Linked DNA regions of Mus musculus: region 2 is linked to region 1. The links are chromatin contacts, called in public promoter capture Hi-C maps. All regions are on one chromosome and are shown on one strand. Each heading gives the region's core, a stretch centred on a gene start, on an enhancer-like site or on the middle of the called end of the contact. The rest is flanking DNA. Distances are from core to core; before and after follow the strand shown. Region 1 holds the start of Gtf3c6 (general transcription factor IIIC, polypeptide 6, alpha). Region 2 holds the start of Foxo3 (forkhead box O3).

Region 1 (5,660 bases), core at 2,870-5,369:
CTCTCCCTCTCCCCCCCCCCCCCCAACACGGTCTATGTATCTATCTAATGAGGGTTTCTCTGTGTAACCCTAGCTGTCCTGTCTGTAACTTGATCTGTAGACCTGGCTATCCTGGAACTCAGAGATCTGTCTGCTTCTGTCTCTGGAGATCTGGTATTAAAGTCGTGCACTGTCAGGCCAACTGACCTTTTGGCAAGAGAGAAACTGCTACACAAAGCTGTCTTCTGACACCCACATGTGAATTGTTTCAGGTTGGTACCCAAACATATGTATTACATGTGCATGTGCACATACACACTGATAATACATGAAATTAAAAATGTTACCGGGCAGTGGTGGCACACGCCTTTAATTCCAGCACTCGGGAGGCAGAGGCAGGTAGATCTCTGAGTTCGAGGCCAGCCTGGCCTACAGAGTAAGTTCCAGGACAGCCAGGGCTACACAGAGAAACCCTGTCTGGAAAAAAAAAAAACAAAAACAAACAAACAAACAAACAAGAAGTTAATACATGTATTTTATTTTACAGACAGGCTTCGGATAAGTTTCCTAGCCTAACCTTTTTGTGATATCTCTGCCTCAGTACCCTGAGCCGGGATTAGAGGCATACACTACCACACCCTCACATACCAATAATCTGGATTTTTTTTTCCCCCTCATCTGCTCCTCTGCATCCAATTAGAAGCCCAGTCCTCCAGATCCCACTCCACAACACAAGGCTGCTGACCCCTGGTGTACTTCTGTGGCTACAAAGGTCACATGATACTCCAAGCTTCACCTCCTTGCTTATTTGTTGGTGCTGGGGACTGAACCCAGGTCTTCACAAATGCTAATACCCTCCAGGGAGATTTATCTCCTCATTTTACTTTTATGTTGAGACTGAGTCTAACTAAATCACCTGGCTGACCTTGAATTTTGGATCCTCCTGCCTCAGTCTCCGGAGTACTTGACAAGACAGTCCTTCACCTTCCCCGCCAAGTTACCAAGCATCATTTACAAAACAAAAATACAAAACAAACCCCAAAAACAAGACCCCTAATATTTCAGTATTTCCCAAACGTTTCCACAGACGTGCCTTTAACAGCAGAGGAAACTTTTAAAAGGTGAAAACGTTTACATACGCGTATGCGATGTAGCTCCGGGATGGTCCTTCCAATTGTTCAGCATTACTCTTTGTTCTTTGCTAAGATGGACTATAACCTGAAATTGGGACCTAAAAATAAGCCCTTTCAGGCTTGGTTCAGCGGTTAAGAGCACTGACTGCTCTTCCAGAGCTCCTGAGTTCAATGCTCAGCAACCACATGGTGGCTCACAACCACATGGTTGTGATGGCTTCTTCTCCTCCCCTCCCCCTTCCACCTCTGGAGTTCTGAGAAAACAGGTAAGCACCACCGCAACGTTTGTGTGGAGCTAGAGATGGAGTCAGGGCTTCCAGCGTCAGGGCTTCTGCTAACTGGGCCACATCCCTTTGGGGGGAATCAGAGAAATTTCATCATAGATGCTGGCATCATATGCAAATCTCATGATCTCCTCCACCTTTTTTTATTTCTTAACAGCACCTCACTACAAAGCCTTGGCTGGTTGGTCTGCAATTCACTATGTAAACCAGTCTGTCCTCAAACGCAGAGATTCATCCATCCATCTGCCCAAATGCTGGGACATCACAATTGCTTGTGCCATCACACCCAGCTATTTTTGTTTGAATGTGTGTTGCACAAACCATAATGTAGGTGAAACACCTATACACATACACACAAAAAATAATGAAATAAAAATAAAGAATTACATTTTATTTTCACAGCTATTATTACTCTCTATCGAGCTGGGATGCTTAGTATCTCTCAGTATTTAGTTGTACATGGCTGCTTGCAAATGGCTCTTTGCTATTATTTTCTATCAGAGTTTTTCAACTGAATTCCTTAGAACAGAGCATCAGTATAACCTGCACACTTGCTATCTGTCCTATACTGAACTTCCCAGAATTAGATTGCAGTGCTTCAGAGATCTGGAGAAGCCTTTCAGCACATTGTGATGCAGCTGAAATTTGAAGCCAAAGTTATCCTGCACTTTGTAGTTCCCGCCCCGTCCCGCCCCGCCCCGCCCCGCCCCCAGAGAGATGGTTTTTCTCTGTGTAGCCCTGGTTGTCTTGGATCTTACTCTGTAGACCAGGCTAGCCTTTGAACTCCTGAGTGCGTGGGCCATCACCACCAGGAAAGGATCAAGGGTTTTGAAGGTTCCAGGCCCTACAATTGAGCTACATTCCGAGTCTTGCACTTCATTTTCTCATACAAGTAAAGTACAAGTTTAAAACAGAAAAAACAAAAACTTACTGTATCTTACTCTTATGTAAGTGCAAAATGTTCATTTCTGAGACAAGATGTTACCTCTAAAGGCTCTTTTACAAGAACTCTGCTATAAAACATATTTTTAAGCCTGGTATGGTGGTGTATACCTTTAATTCCAGCAGAGGCAGGAAGCTCTCTGTAAGCTCGAGGAAAGCTTGGTCTACAAAACGAGTTTCAAGACAGCCAGGACTGTTACATAGAGAAACCCTCTCGAAAAACTAAAACAACAACAACAACAACAACAAAAAGGAGAAAATAAAAATTCTCATATAAGTTTTCCAAGTAAAAGAGCAAGAAGGAGCAGATTGTTAAATCACTTGTCGCCTCCTAGTGGCAGTGTCTTAATATTGCGACCACTATCACATTTAATATTCTTTATTTACTAGTTCAGGTTAATAGCCTTCCTCATAGATTTTTTTTTCCTCTGCAAGGAGCTTCAGTCATGCTTGCAGAAGACCTAAGTTTACTTCACACACAACTACTAATAGGACAAAATTCTTTCCTGTTTTGTTGTTCATAAGCACTTAAAATTTTTCTTGCAGTTAATGGTCTCGTGAACATTATAACTACATTCATACTAAGAACAAGAAAGGCAGGTCAGCCAGGCTGTAGTGAACACCCTAAACCCCAGCACTTAGGAGGCTGAGGCAGGCAGAAAGCAGAACTTGAGTTGGAGGTCGTCTGGGACCATACAGAGAGGAATGACCGGGCTACACAGTATAAGCCATGTAAAATACAAGAGGAAAGATATCCATTTAGTAGCTCAGGACCAAAGCATCTACTCTAACTTTCAACTAAATATAAAAGAAACCACTCAGACTGTGTCCTCTCCCTCTCAACCCTCAAGAGAGTTGAGAACGATCATCAATGGCAGATAGCAGTTGCAAAATGCAGCACTAAAAGCCGGCTTCACGCTCAGGAAAGGACACTCTGTCTCCTCCTCGTGGTTTCGGGTGCTCTACACAGTCAGAGAAACTTCTCTAGTAACAAACTATAGAAATGATCCCTGAAAGTATAGTCTTAGTTTAGCGTTGCCAGCCGCCGCGAGGCCACCTCTGACAGCACATTTTTAACTAATGGTGACATTCCCCACCCGCCCCCCCCCCCCCGCGAAAACCCCGTAATATTCTCCTAAGGAATACCATACACATGCACTTTCGAAGCTGTGTTCGTATATTATTTTGCAAAAAAAAAAAACAAAAACAAAAACTCATTCTGAATACTTATGACTTGTAAACTAACTCAGAATCAAGTTCATAATTAACATATTGAGGATAATAGCCAATCACACGCCAGTGTCTTCAGTCATCCTAAGAAAATCACTTCCGGACCAGTTTTAAAGGGTGGGTGCGGCTCCTCAGGCTGCGTTTTACTTAAGATGGGTGTTGATTTGTGTCCTCTGCGGTCTGAATTCCACCCTGTCCCAGTAGCGTCACTGCTGGGTTTGTGTTAACTAAGTAGCCACTCTGGCCTAGAATTTGCATTAATCCTCTCCCTCCCGCGTCCTTAGATGTTGGGATGAAAAGTGGAGGCCACCATTGATCCTCTAGTCTCCTTCGGCAGACAATAAACGTGAGGTTTTGTTTTATAGTGGAGGCAGTTGATTACGCTCATCCTCAGCTACTTACTGAGTTCAGTGTAGCCTGAGCTCTATGAGCCACGTTCTTCAAAGTGGGGCTAAATACCCTAAATTCCCGAAGCTCGGAGCGTGTCGAGTCTCCACGTGGGACCCACTTACGGAAGCCTGGCGTCGCCATCTTGCTTTCTGGCCGGAAGCCGGACGCCGCTGCCCGTATCCAAAATGGCATCCACAGGGGGCGTGGCCAGTGATGGCGTCTCCGAACGCTATGGCGGCGGCAGTGGATCCCATTTGGGAGGACTTGGAGGAGGAGGAAGAGGAGCTAGAGGAGGTTGTAAGCGAGGGTCAGAGGCCTGCGGCGCGGGCGGTCTTGGTTGAGCCACCCCTGGGTGGGGAAGGGAGTCTGGGATGCGGACGGAGGGAGGGAGGCCGGTAGACAGCTCGCTGGCTTTCCGAAGCCCGAGAAGCCGTGGAGGGCTAGCTTCAGTTCTGGTTTACCCATTCTAGAAAGAATCGGTTTCCACCAGAAACTGGATCGAGTTTTCACAGAGAAATTTGGGGCATTTCTTATTTACTGCCCCTTGTCTACCTTATTAACTTTGCTTTCTTCCACCAGGAGCAGTTTGTTCTGGTAGAATTGTCAGGAATCATTGATTCAGACTTTCTCTCCAAATGTGAAAATAAATGCAAGATTTTGGTGAGTCTTAGAATTCGGGGAATGTTGTAGATTTTCTTAAAGTTAAAACAAGACTAAAAGGTGATATGCTTGTCCACAAAGAGAGAGACGTTCATCCCACCTTACAAAGCAGTGATCAAACGCTCCAGGCTCATACCAGAAGAGTAGGTTACAAGGGAGGGATTCTATGGGAGCAGAGAAAATGCCTGACTGCTTCTTCTTCACTGTCTGAATGTGTGGCTGGAGAGAAAGAGCAAAACACCTTGTATGAAACTTCTGGGGGACTTTCAGGACAAAGCCTAATCCATGCTGTTAAGCAGTGCCTGCCTTCCTTGTAGTGGGCGTGGCCTCAGTTCTATCCTCCAATAGTACCACAGTTGAGTGTACTAGTCTGGACGCAGACTCTGGTCTAAGTGTGGATATGTATGCAGTGTTGCCCGGCCGGTCACCAAGTACCCATGTCACCTGCTTCACCATGCCTTTGGTGTGTCTTTGGCTCACTCCTCACAAGCCAATTAGGAAAAAATAGCATGAGAGCAGGCTGTCCTGGTGCACACCTGTAATGCCGGCACTGGAGAGCCCAAGGCAGGCGGATCCGAAGTTCATTGTCATCCTACCCCCCAACTCCCCGGAATGCCCTGGAACTCACTTTGTAGACCAGGCTGGCCTCGAACTCAGAAATCTGCCTACCTCTGCCTCCCAAGTGCTGGGATTAAAGGCGTGCGCCACCACCGCCTGGCTCATTGTCATCCTTAATGATATAGTAAGTTCTAGGCCACCTTGATCTACAGAAAGCCCTGTCTTCAAAATGCCTGGAGAAGACACAGTTTAAAATATTACGTTATTGCCTGATGATGATACATACCTTTAATCCCAGCACTCATGAGGCAGAGGCAAACGGATCTCTTAAGTTTGAGGCCTGCTTGGTCTGCAGAGTGAGTCCCAGGACAGTCAGGGCTGTTACACAGAGAAACCCTGTCTTTGGGGGATGGGGGTAGGGATGGGGGATAAAGCTGTTATCAAAATTTTTGGGCAAAATCCTTGGCTTCAAATATTTAAACAG
Region 2 (6,389 bases), core at 2,166-4,665, 2.0 Mb before region 1:
ACAGGACACTCACGCTGAGTGCTGCTACACAATGTTTAAGGAAGAAATCCCACTATGACCCGTTTGCTGAGAGAAGAGAGGGCAGGGCTGGGGAGCAGCCATATGCCTTCCGGTTGGGAGCTCTCTCCTTTTTAGCTGGGTCACATATTTGTTGGGAAAACAGAAGCCAACTCAGAAGAAAAGGAAGGAAGCACTTTCTGGTGTGCAGCATGCTGAGCACCAAGGATTTTGGCTGTGGGGTTGGAGTGGAGCACCACCGCCTGCCTACAGGGAGCACTGTGCTAAGTTTACCACAGTGGTTCCTAAGGAGGCTGAGCCTGTACCCCTTCCTAGCCCCGTTGCAGCTTTTATTCACCTTACTCAAGTTAAAGTTTTAAAATATTGTTCCTTTAGTACCTGGATTACATAAAAATGGATAATCACCACCTTAAATCATTCAAAGGAAAAAAAATACATATAAAACGTTGTCAGTAAGAGGTGGGGGAAGTTTTGATGATTTTTTTTTTTAAACTTTAGCTGGACATGGTGCCACATATCTGTCATCTCCACTCAGGAGGTAAGGTCAGAAATTCAAGGCTGACTTTAGTTACATAGTTCAAGGGCAGCCTAGATTACATGAGACCCACCCAGTCTTAACAATAAAAAAAGAAGTCTACCTTAAAGATAATGCAGGCATTCGACTGGGCCAACACCCACTATCTGTCCCTACCTTCAGGGTCAGAATGCTCTCAGTGAATCCACAAACTCTTCTAAAGTCCCAAATTTCTGCATGCTCTTAGGATACACTGTACTCAAATGGGACGAACTGCTTAGACTTACAGATATATGGATTTCTTTCATAGCACACACACACTCGTATACATATATAGATGTATATATATACACATATATGTATACATATATATGTACACACATATATTTATATATACACACGTGTATCTAGACATATATATGTATACACGCATATATGTATATGGTATATATATATGTACATATATACATATATATATATATATTTGGTGTTTTAAAAACAGTGAGTGAAGTCTTTGGCGTTTGCGTTGCACATTGCAAAGTATCAGTGAGCTGGCCTTCTGGATCTGGGCACAGAGCCTAACACCAGATTCCAGGTAATAAACCCTAACCTCTCTGCACAAATCCCCACTCATTTGAGGCACAGGCAATCGAAGCTGAATTTGTGACCCCACATCACCATCTATATTGCCAGGCTGTAAATCAAAATCAAGTTCTGGGCTTATTTAGTGGATCAGACTGGAAAGGACAGAGGCGGGTCCTAAGGTAGCATAGCAACCCTAAAAGGCAGAATTCCTTTCTTCAGCTCCACTTTCCGAAGACAAGCCGAGGTGATGGAAATATATTTATTCGTAAATGGGCCGAGCCATGCAGCCCGAAAACCTGCACCAAAGGACTGGGGATATTTGTAGCAAGGTCACAGACCACGCAGGGTGTTAAGTGTCCACCTTGTGGTCCAGGTGTGTGCACCGGTGTGTATCTAAAGCAGTTGCTTTGTTCTGGTGAAGGCAGGAGCCCCAAGAGCACGCAAAGGAGGCAGCGTTTCTCGGTCTGCGCCCTTGGTCTCTGCAGCTGCTTGGGCAGCGCGAGAATCTCGCCGTCCAGATGCGTGGTCCGGACTTCTGGGCTATGCGGGAAGCGGGTTACGGGCCAGCCTGGCTTCCTTGCAAACAGCGCCCGGGGAGGCCGCGGCAGCGCGGGCCTCGCCGCGTCCCTCCGCCGACGCGGGCGGCCCCACGCGCCAGCCGTTCAGCCAGCCCCACATTCCATCTCAAAAATAACACACACGTGTGCTGGTAAACAAGCGCGCCAGCCGCCGGGGCTGCGCGTCCCGGGCGAGCCCGTGCAACGCGCCCCCTCCTCCCGCACGTGCCGCCGGGCTCCGCCCACGGGCTTTGCGCAACCAGGCTCCGCCCCTCCCGTCTCGCCAGGGCCCTGGGGTCCTAGAGCCCGCCGTGCTAGCAAGCTGGCCTCGCCGAGGTTCTCAAAGTTTCTCGCCCTGATAGAGCGTGCGGCTCAGATCCGCTCCCTACCTCCTTTCCCTCCTCCCTGCACAGTCCTCCTCTAGTCCTCCCGCTGTCTGCGCGGCGAAGGCTGCCACTCAGCGCGCCTTCGCTCTCCCTCCCCTCTGTCCTTGCAATTTTACTCGATTGTTTATTATTTGCTGGGGGCGGGGGCGAAGAGGAGCGAGAGGCGTCTGGAGCCCAGAGACTGGCGGCGGCGGCCAGTCAGCGCTCGGCGTGGCTTGACGAGGAAGCCGCGCAGCGAATGGCGATGCGGCGCAGGGCTCCGGGGTCACGCGCGTGTAGAGACAATGACATCATCTGTTTGTACGCGTCGAACTAGCTTGGTGCAGGGGCGGGGGCCTCACGTCACTTGAGTGACGGATCACGCGTAAAGCCTGGAGGCCGGAGTTCCGGGGTGGGCGGCCTCTGCAGGCTCTTTTAGGCTGGCTCTTTTGGGGTATTGGGTTGTTGCGGAGCCCAGACTTTAGCTGCAGAGACCGAGAGGGTTTTGTTTGGAAAGATACGTATGAACCAGAATGCATGGTAGACTTTTGGTATGCATGTCGCGTGTGGCGCAGAAAAGCACACAGTACGGCCGGGAGGCACGGATCGTGGGATAAGGGATTGTGAAGGTGCGATCTGAAGTCTATAGACTTAGAAAAGTCAAGCACGTAATCAGCTGCTTTAGCATAAGAAAACTGTTGCCCGCTTCCAGTTAGCTATCTTCTGCTCCTGCGTTCAGGACTGGGGCGCACTGCACTTTTCTTCCTGAGTTGCACTTTTCCCACTTAGCCTTAAAATCCGTGAAAAGCGAAGCACGACTGTCGCCGGGTGTCCCAGGTGAGGGTCCAGTGACACACCTTTCGGCGCGATCTTCGCCGGCCAGTGTTTCCACGCCCAGGTAACCCTTGTCACCTGCGGCTGCCGGCTTAACCCGGGTGTTCCCTGGTGTCAGGTTCTAATAAGGAACCCGATACTGGGGCGGGCTCCGACCCCACGCACCCACGGGCAGGCCACGGGCCCACGAGCCAAACGCAGGGCCCAAGGCTGAGAGCGCGGGGCGGCGCGCAGTGGTGTGTTGTCTGACCTGGCCTCCCGTCCCGGGCCAGCGTGGCCGCTGAGGTCCCCAGGAGAGCGCGGGACCCCAACCGGGAGGGCTGCGGAGCCGGCCGAGTCCCGACCCGCGCGCGCCCGCCCCCATTCCCGCAGCCCCGCGCAGGCGCGAGGGCGCACACACGCGCACTCCCACACGCACGCACAGCAGCCCTCCCGGCCCCCGCCCCAGCCCTCCCCCTGGGCGGGGACCCGCCCCGCCGTCATCCTAGGTTGAGGCTCCCTGTGAGTGGCTATAACTTTGTGCTGCTGCCGCGGCCGCCCTGCTCGTGGAAGGGAGGAGGAGGAATGTGGAAGGCGGCGGCGCAGCACAGGCTGACAGGCGGTTCCTCCGGCGGGCTGCGGCGGCGGCCCGAGAGTCCCCTCGTCGCGGTGCCCTGGGCTCGCGCGGAATCGTACGCCCTCCCGCCTCGTTCCTGAAGGGAAGGAGCCGAGGTAGGCGCCGGAGCTTTGCAACGGGGCGGCCGCCTTTCCAGTGACTCCGGATCTGTTTCCGAGCTGGGCCAGGCGCTTCCCTTTCCCTCCCCGTGACTCGGTGTGCTCCCCCCCTTCTCTCCCGCTAGTGTCTTTAAAGGACTTGAGGGAAGGGGGAACTGTCAAGATGGCAGCAGCGGGAGCAAGGAGGTGATGAACGGTGCTGGTCCGGGTTTTCATGCAGTCCGAGAGATTTGGCGCTTCCCGACCTGTTGGAAGATTTATGTTCCCACTTGCTTCCTCCTTCCCGTTTCTGACCTGGAAGGGGGCGGAGGGCCCCACGTCCCCAAGAAAATACATCTCAGATCTTCTTAGTCCTGCGGGGTCGGCCCTCTCTCTCTCTCTCTCTTGTTGGAAGTGATCTTGGCAGGTCTGCACCCAGACCCCCACGCTCTCCCTGCTGGTCCGCGGGCGGAGAGGAAAAGACGGGAGTTGCCCGCGCCAGCCCTAGGGGGCCTCTCGCCTGGGAGGGGTGGGGGGGATCGCAGGGCTGGGGAGCGGGAGAAGAGCCCAGGACTCTGCTGACTTGCCCTGCGCCTCCGCGGGAGGCACTTGAGCGAGCCAGAGCCAAACATAAACAAACGCACGCACGCACGCTCGCCCTCCGACCACTGCGGAGCTGTTGGGGTCCGGAGGCCGCCCACACTTAATGGCGCGGCCACCCCTCCCCCGGGACGCCCCTCCCCCCTCCGCCCCGCCATCTAGTCCGGGAGAGACCTGCGGTTCTGGCGACGGCAGCGGGGGAGGGGGCTGCCCCGCGCGGGGCCGTCGATTCGCTCGCGTCTCCCGGGCGGCCAGGCCAGGGGGCGGCGTCTGCTGCGCCAGGTTCGCGGGACGCACGTCCCCAGGTCTATCCGTTCTAGGTGGCGGCCGCGGGCGAGGAGTCTCCGCGGACTAGGCTCCAACACAGGATAACCAACTCTCTCTTCGCGCTTCCCTAGGTAGCTGGAGCTCGAACCTTCGCGGTGCCCCGTTCCTCCCCCGCCGCACCCAGCCTGGGCTCGAGAGGAGAGAGCAAGAGCCCAAGCCGCGGGCGGCGGGCAGGCGGCGAAGATGGCAGAGGCACCAGCCTCCCCGGTCCCGCTCTCTCCGCTCGAAGTGGAGCTGGACCCAGAGTTCGAGCCACAGAGTCGGCCACGCTCCTGTACGTGGCCCCTGCAGAGGCCGGAGCTGCAGGCGAGCCCGGCCAAGCCCTCGGGGGAGACGGCCGCAGACTCCATGATCCCCGAGGAGGACGACGATGAAGACGACGAGGACGGCGGCGGCCGAGCCAGCTCGGCCATGGTGATCGGTGGCGGCGTGAGCAGCACGCTGGGTTCCGGGCTGCTCCTCGAGGATTCGGCCATGCTGCTGGCTCCAGGAGGGCAGGACCTCGGGTCGGGGCCAGCGTCCGCCGCAGGCGCTCTGAGTGGGGGCACGCCGACGCAGCTGCAGCCTCAGCAGCCACTGCCACAGCCGCAGCCGGGGGCGGCTGGGGGCTCTGGGCAACCAAGGAAATGCTCCTCGCGGCGGAATGCCTGGGGGAACCTGTCCTATGCCGACCTGATCACCCGCGCCATCGAGAGCTCCCCGGACAAACGGCTCACTTTGTCCCAGATCTACGAGTGGATGGTGCGCTGTGTGCCCTACTTCAAGGATAAGGGCGACAGCAACAGCTCTGCGGGCTGGAAGGTGCGTGCCTATCAGGGGCTGGTGGTCGGACCTGCCAGGCCTTCGCAGCGCCAAGCGCGTATCGAAGCGGTCGGTTTGCGGCCGTCCAGAGAGGGCTGGCAGAGGAGCTTCGCTGTGAGCCTTTGGGGTGGGGGATTCTTTTCACTCCTATAGGAGGGAAGCCTGGGGATGGCCTCAAAGTGGGAAGGGAGGGTCCTGGGCAAGTTTTGGGCATGCCCAGATGAGTAGGCTGTGGGCAAGGGACACTAAGGAGGAAGGACCAAGACATTTGTATGTGCTGGCTTACCTCGGCTGCGGGGAGGAGGTAGCTCCGCGGCCAACTTTGGAATACAGGAGGTGGAAGTGGGATGCACCGAGGACATTGTGGGTGGAGGGAAGGCGTGTGTGGGGGAGTGTTTGGGACAGCGTTCAAGGCAGTGGCAGGAGCATGATACTAGCAAACTGAGGATCTTTGGGTCCAACTTGTGCTTGTGGGTGTTGACACCAACAGGCAAATCGATCCCATTAGAAAAAGCAATGATTGCAGACTGTTCCCTGGCCGGCTCTCACGCCTTTCCTCACACACCTTTGCTCTTGAGAGACGTCACTTCAGCAAGCCTGCCAGCAGGTAGCCTCTGAAATGCTTTGGGGCTTGAAACAGGTCGGGTTTGTCATCTAAAAGTGTGCTGGCTACACCTGCTGCTCCGCTGGAGGTCTATGCTGCTGTAGGCAGTGGTTGAGGCGGGGTTGTCACGTGTCGGGGACTCCGGTCAGAGCTTTGCCTCTGTGGGAGGGAGGGAGGGAGGAGGGGAGGAAAGGAGGGAGGGGAGGGCTGATAGCAGGGTTGGGCCATAATGGCTTCTATCTATAAAGGAGCCAGAGAGACTCTTCTGTTCCCTTTCAGCCTCTTGGGGCACCCGACACGTGGTAGGGAGAGAGGTGAGGAAAGGCCTATGATGTAATGACTTCCTGCAGTTGGGCATCCAAAGAGATTGACTCCTGGTCCCCTGCCGGGCTCCCCTGCTCTTCAGGGCACCTCCAGGCCCATTCCCCTGAAAGCAGCCACAGCCCCACGTCCCTGGAGCGAAGTTACTCAGCAGTTGCTCTTGCTTGCAG

The links. Capture Hi-C pulls out chosen DNA fragments and counts their contacts.
Region 2: a promoter capture Hi-C map of adipose tissue shows a contact between it and region 1, with 2.7 times the contacts expected there. The contact joins the promoter of Foxo3 here to the promoter of Gtf3c6 in region 1. A contact is called at or near these places in 1 of 484 Hi-C or Micro-C datasets (B cells) and 1 of 9 other capture datasets (adipose tissue).

The regions. Positions count from the first base shown.
Region 1 is chr10:40,256,171-40,261,830 of GRCm38.p6, reverse strand. It overlaps Gtf3c6 (general transcription factor IIIC, polypeptide 6, alpha), which reads left to right and starts at 4,119. Exons shown (of 6, transcript NM_026113.5): 1 at 4,119-4,252; 2 at 4,538-4,618. The coding sequence starts at 4,172. It overlaps Rnu3a (U3A small nuclear RNA), which reads right to left and starts at 3,363; the gene lies at 3,152-3,363.
Region 2 is chr10:42,273,721-42,280,109 of GRCm38.p6, reverse strand. Foxo3 (forkhead box O3) reads left to right here and starts at 3,415. Exons shown (of 4, transcript NM_001376967.1): 1 at 3,415-3,584; 2 at 4,565-5,294. The coding sequence starts at 4,677. Gm38485 (a long non-coding RNA gene) reads left to right here and starts at 5,301. Exons shown (of 2, transcript XR_380269.1): 1 at 5,301-6,212.